Regions from separate parts of the Sus scrofa genome. Here region 1 is linked to region 2. Evidence: chromatin contacts called from public HiChIP or PLAC-seq data. All regions are on one chromosome and are shown on one strand. The core of a region is the stretch at or near the end of the contact, and the rest is flanking DNA. Distances in the headings are between cores, read along the strand shown.

Region 1 (3,088 bases), core at 24-2,523, 85 kb after region 2:
GTTCGTTTCTTCAAATAACAGAACTATGGCAAGTAAGCCACTTAAGGAAAAAGATTCTGATAGTTTTAAGATCCGGGTAATTTTGGCCATACCCAGCTGATCTTGAGTCAAGACAACTCATTCAGGCCTGAGGAGTCCAAAGCTGCCCTTCTGCCCTCATCACTAGAACACCAGCAGTGAGAGCAGGTGTAAAACATCCTGTTTGGTTGGGGACTTGGCACCTTGGCATGAGGGTGGGGACAGTGGACAGGATCAGCGCTGCTACCCTTTGGGGCAACGTTGGGCAAGGCTGACCCTCTTTTGTAACATCCTACCCAAAATGGTTTCCTCTGCATCGTCTGACCTTTTTTTTTTTTTAATTTCATTCATTTTACTGTGAGAGATTTCATTTGAAATAACAACTATTTTTTTAAAAAAGAAAAAAAGCAACTTGTGCCCATCTTTCCTCTTTATTGCTCCACATAACAGTCTCACCTTTCCTTCAAGGCTTAGCTCAAACAACACTGTCCTTTCCCTGTTGGAAGTAATCTTTCCAGTTGTGACTTCCCATGGCATGTGGTCTGGCCCACAGGGTCAATCACTTTCACCTCGTCTGGCCTGTGAAGGGACCATACATGTTGACTGCCTCCATCTTCAAACCCAGTTAGGAGCCCACAAGAGACATAAATGTATGCAAATGAAGGACTAAACCAACAGCAGCAACTACGTCTTGTGGGGGGAAAGTGGGGAATATAGGAATCAACCAACTGCTTTCCTCCTAAATCCCAGGGGAGGGCACGGGAACCCTGGCTTTTGTTCACCAGGGGAGTGGGCGGTGGGTGATATTAATGCACTGAACACTTTTTAGGAGGTGGTGGAAAGAGAGCACAGGAAGGAAGGTGAAGGGGGACCAAAGACAACCAGGACAAACACGTATTACCTAGGAAACTGTTTACTTTCACTCCTTCCCTCCCACCGGCAGCAGAGCATGGCTGTTACTCCCGTGATTCAGGCCACAGGCTCTTGTGATTAGAGTTTAGTTCTGAGTTAAATAGGGTGTGGCAATCCAGGCAGAGCACGACCCCGCCCCACGATGAAATGAGACATTTTTGTGGCTCCCCACTACTGACTTAGGTGTATTTGGGGACTAGACTGGCTTGTGTTAGAATCCCTGTAGATGGACTAGTCCTGCTTAGTGAGCTGTTTGTGACGTTATTCAGGCAGAAACCAAAAATCTTTCAGGATCAAATGATAACCTGTGGCTCTTTTTTTTTTTTTTTTCCTTCTCCTTTTAGGAGAATGGCAGACGGTTTTTCGGTAAGTGTCTTATGTCTGTTTTCCTACCTTCATGTGTAGACATTCATGCAGGTTGAGGGTTTTGTTTTGTTTGTTTTTCTTTTTCTTTTTAGTCACCAGAGTTTCCATCTAACTCTCCCACCACTCGTTAGCTGGAGTTGTGTTTTTCCAGCAACAAATTCAGGAAGAAAGCCAGGCAGAGAGGCCTGGGCCTCACTAACAGTAACCCCTTTACTGAACTGCCTAGGACAGAAGCGGGTGGATTCTGCTGGCAGGAGCTAAGAAATCCACTGAGCAATGGGCTGTCTCAGCATCCTGATTTTTTTCTTTAATACTGTGGTGCCCTCTACCCCTCCTCCCTTCCCAAATGCTGAACTAAGAAGCAGTCAAAATAAATTCCCATTAGTATTCCCAAATTAACAGAATGACTCACCCCACCTACAGCCATGAGTCTATTTTCCTAAATCCAGTTTACGTTTCCTCATCAAGCCCTCTGATTTTCTCTCCCCTTCCCCCAGGCCCCTGGGCTCCCTTTACAGCCTCGGCTTGTTGTTCTAATACCAGGTCTGGGCTTGGATTCCTAATGCATCAAAGGTTCAGACTGTCAGAGTTCCTAGGTGGCACAGTGGGTTAAGGATCTGGCATTGTCACTGCTGTGGTGTGGTTTCAATCCTTGGTCCGGGAACTCCTGCATGCCATGGGCATGGCCAAAAAAGAAAACAAAAAAACCCCAGAACACAAAAGATCAGACAATCCTAATGGATGATACTCAATCAACACAGCAATCTTTACTGAGTATCACGTAAATACCACATTACTCTGCTAAATACCATAGGAGACAGGAAGGGAGAAGGCAGTGTCTCTTCCTGGAGAGAAAGGACACCAACGAACACTGGCCCAGCACCTTGCAGTCTATACGGAGTCCTCCCAGATGCTGCCTCACTTGTTCATCCCAGTAATTTCGTGAAAGAGATCATTACTCCCATTTTACAAACAAAGACACTTAAGTTCTATCCAGGTAACATGATGTCTCCAAGCCTTCGGAGGTCTTGATGGATGGCACTGGATTTCAAACCAAATCTTATGACTCTATTTCCCAGGCCCCTCCCTGTGCACAAGGCAGCTTCTCCAGTTCTATCCTGGATGCCACTCATTAGCTGGAGTCGTGCAGCAGACACCCAGCAATGGGAAGGTCAAGGCAACCAGGGCCAGCTGGGTGGAGCTCTTGCAGCCCAAGAGCATCCTGATTTTGTGATTATTTTCCTCATGTCAGTGAGAACATATGTGCTTTTACATAGAGGATGGCTAGCTCCCAACTTCAGCAACTTAGGAAAAGGCAACCCTAATGATCTGAGATGATGGGAGGCAAGAATAAAGTGATAAAGCAGGTATAATCCCAAAGTCTAATTTTAGTCTTAGGAACTCAGTGAATAGGTGGGGAAATTTTATTCATAGGAAGTTCATAGCTTCACCCTATCCTTCTAATTCTTAGATTACATATTCCTATTTACCTGAAAATTCTGTTTTTGTGTTTTTCATCCTGTAATGGTTTATGTCTTTCTTTCCAGCTTAACGATGCTTTATCCGGGTCTGGAAAACCAAACCCTCAAGGATGGCCTGGTGCATGGGGAAACCAGCCTGCTGGGCCAGGAGGCTATCCAGGGGCTTCCTATCCTGGCACCTACCCTGGGCAGGGGCCTCCTGGTGCCTACCCTGGACAGGCACCTCCTGGCGCCTACCCTGGACAGGCACCTCCAGGGGCCTACCCTGGCCCAACAGCACCTGGTTATCCTGGCCCAGCCGCACCAGGAGC
Region 2 (3,065 bases), core at 167-2,666:
CTGGTGTAGGCCGGTGGCTACAGCTCCGATTCGACCCCTAGCCTGGGAACCTCCATATGCCGTGGGAGCGGCCCAAGAAATGGCAAAAAGAAAAGCCCAAGAAATGGCAAAAAGACAAAAAGAAAAAAAAAGAAATTTACAGTAGGAGTTCCCTTCCAGGTGCAGTGGTTAACGAATCAGACTAGGAACCATGAGGTTGCTGGTTTGGTCCCTGGCCTTGCCCGCCTTGCCAAGTGGGTTAATGATCCGGCGTTGCCATGAGCTGTGGTGTAGGTTGCGGACGCGGCTCGGATCCCGCATTGCTATGGCTGTGGTATAGGCCCCCGCATTGCTGTAGCTGTGGTGTAGGCCGGCGGCTACAGCTCCGATTCGACCCCTAGCCTGGGAACCTCCACATGCCGCGGGAGCCGCCCTAGAAAAGGCAAAAAGACAAAAAAAAAAAAAAAAAAAAAGAAAAGAAAAGAAATTTACAGTAAAATGTCCCTTCAACATCTTACGCAAAGAAGCAAAAAGTTGTAAAAATATCGCATACTTGTAATTTTTACATGTAAAATACATGTACGTTTTATATGTGTTTTGCCCATAGTTATGCAAAATTATTACCACATAGCTATATATATATATACCACATAGCTATATATAGCTGGTAATCTTCATTACCAGCTAGCTAGCAGGTTCCTTGATGGTGGGGCCACGTGTCAATCATCTTTTGGGTGTGACAGAGTAGGTATTTAAAGGTATATTCGAAAGTGGACAAGTGGAGTGAGACTCTCCGCGTAGCAGCGGGTTAAGGAACCGGCATTGTCAATGCTGCTGCTTAGGTCGCTGCTCTGGCTCAGCAGGTTCTACCCCTGGCCCAGGAACTTCCACATGCCAGGCGTGGCAAAAAAAAAAAAGTAAGGACAATACTAAATGAGAAAAATCTACAAAGACATCCGTTGTTTCTGTAGTTAGTATCAATTTGTCAAGCTATTTATAAACAAAATTTTTTTTGTCTTCCCCTTCCCGTATGGTTGCTTTAGCTCTCCCCAGTTTTGGTCAAATGATCCATGTCCAGAGATTAGGCTGCTTTCACACCTAGCCAGCTGTGGCTCTAGAGACCACCAGCTGTAGGGAATCCAGAACCTGCCTTCAAGCCTCTCCAGGAGACAAGTTAGCAATTTCAGCCAGACTGCTCAGAACGTCACCGGCCCCTAGCGTTTCCTCCAGATTGCCCAAAACTCCGGAAAACCCAGAGCTTTCCTCTAGCCCAACTGGAGGAAAGAGCCGCCCTAGGGCAAGCACAAGGGGCAGGGGGCCGCGGGGGCCTGGACGGCCGCAGTGCTACCGGGCCCCTCTAGGGGGCGCGCGCGGCCGGCCCGACCCAGCCGAGCCGACCCGAGGGAAGGCGGAGCGCGGGCGGGGGCTACGCGCTCGGAGCTCGACGCTTCCTGTTCCGGCGCCAGGAGGAGCCGCGCGCTGCTGGTGCTGCTGGTGCTGCCGCCCCCGCCGCCGTCGCCGCTGCCGTCAGTAGGGTTGCGCTCGGTTCTTCAGCGCCAAGTTCCTGCGGACCCATCGCCACTTCTAGACCTTTCCGCGGGCTCGGATCTTGTCGGGTGAGACTGCTTGGGCACTAGCGGAATCGTGGAGGAGAGCGAGGGATCACGCCCAAGCGGGAGGCGGGAGCGGTAACGGAGGTGACTGGAGTAGCTTCTTGGGGGATGGAGGGCTAAGGCTTTCCCCCCGTCATCCTGCTCCCGGCAGCGGGCTGATCTCCGGATCGCCCCCCGGGAGGAGGTGTGGGAGGCGGGTGACGTCGCTCGGGACGGGTTTCTCCGTGCTTGACGTCAGGCTTGGCTGGGGGGCGGGGCGGGGAGCGGGCCTGGCCCCTCCCCCACCCCTTCCCGGGCGGGCACGACCCCTCCCCCATCCCTTCCCGGGCGGGCACGACCCGCTCGCTAGCCGGTTAGCTCCGGTTGATCCCGGACTCCTTTTGTTCGTCTGGCCCTAAAGGGCTGCGGGCCTCGAGCCCCTTGGCCCAGCCCGCCTCCCTCATTCATTACTTCTACTGAAAGGGAGAGGCAGGCCCGATTCTTGGAGGCGTCCTTGGAGCTAATTGAGATTATTCGCAGTGTAACATTCTGGTCGGTATTTCTAGAGCAATTGAAAGCAATTAGAGGAACACCCGTGACAGAAACTATGAGAAGTCCTCAGTTTTGTAATACTCCCCATTTTTAGGATTTAGGAGCGCTTGGTAGCTTTGGACCGTTTTCTTTTAAAAACCAAGAGTAATACTTTTAATAAATATAGATTCTACTGTTGAAGAATCAAACCGTACCCACCTGACCGGAAAAAAGTTTCTAGCATTGCTAGTAAAGAAATACACACTCAGACACCTAGTGGTTCTGAGCGCCTGTTTTGAAAACTAACTCTCATTACATGCGAAGGTAGCCTTAAGAAATCTTACAAAAGTTCTTTTGTTCAGGAGTGTTCATGGGGCAGGAAGAATAGAAATTTTCCTTGCTGCTGGCATTTCTGAACCTCCTGGTCATAACTAGGTTGTCTCCAACTTGTATATACCGGCGTGTTCTTCTCCTCTTTCCAGGAGGAACAGAGCCAATCGCCTAATCGAAATCTTTGGGATCAGTATGTTTTGGAATTCAGAAATCTTTGGATTTTTATCTTTAGAATTTAGAAAGACAATAAGGTGCATAGATGAGAGATCACTCCAGCAGAGTCTGGGCAGCACCCTAATCCATTATTAACATTTGTGCAGATATAGGTAGGAATTAATGAAAATGAGAAATAACGTCAGGTCAGATTTTTGCCACCAAGTAAGGTGTACACCGAACTTGGGAGCATTTCTTTCATTTTTAGAGGTTTCTGAATTGAGAACTACAGATAAGGTTTGTGGACCTATGGTAGCAGTTGTAAAAGCTGAGTTTTGCTGTGTGCCAGACAGTGACCAAGAGGTGTGTTTATTATGCAGGTCTCAATAAATCTGAGTGAGAGTGGGCGCTATTCCAGTCTGCTTTCACCTCTTAGGTTTGCAAAGTTCAGCTTGTCCAGAACCTGCCAGGGGAGAA

Evidence for each region. HiChIP or PLAC-seq counts read pairs in DNA pulled down with a chosen protein or histone mark.
Region 1: a contact with region 2 is called in an H3K27ac HiChIP or PLAC-seq map of alveolar macrophages. The contact joins the promoter of LGALS3 here to the promoter of MAPK1IP1L in region 2. A contact is called at or near these places in 2 of 47 Hi-C or Micro-C datasets (embryonic fibroblasts and fibroblasts) and 2 of 2 datasets of contacts at active chromatin or transcription factors (alveolar macrophages and skeletal muscle).

What each region holds. Positions count from the first base shown.
Region 1 is chr1:184,484,854-184,487,941 of Sscrofa11.1, forward strand. LGALS3 (galectin 3) reads left to right here and starts at 1,274. Exons shown (of 5, transcript NM_001097501.2): 1 at 1,274-1,296; 2 at 2,844-3,088. The coding sequence starts at 1,279.
Region 2 is chr1:184,399,928-184,402,992 of Sscrofa11.1, forward strand. It overlaps MAPK1IP1L (MAPK-interacting and spindle-stabilizing protein-like), which reads left to right and starts at 1,417. Exons shown (of 4, transcript XM_021102280.1): 1 at 1,417-1,676. The region is part of intron 2 of LOC110262207 (a long non-coding RNA gene); the gene reads right to left.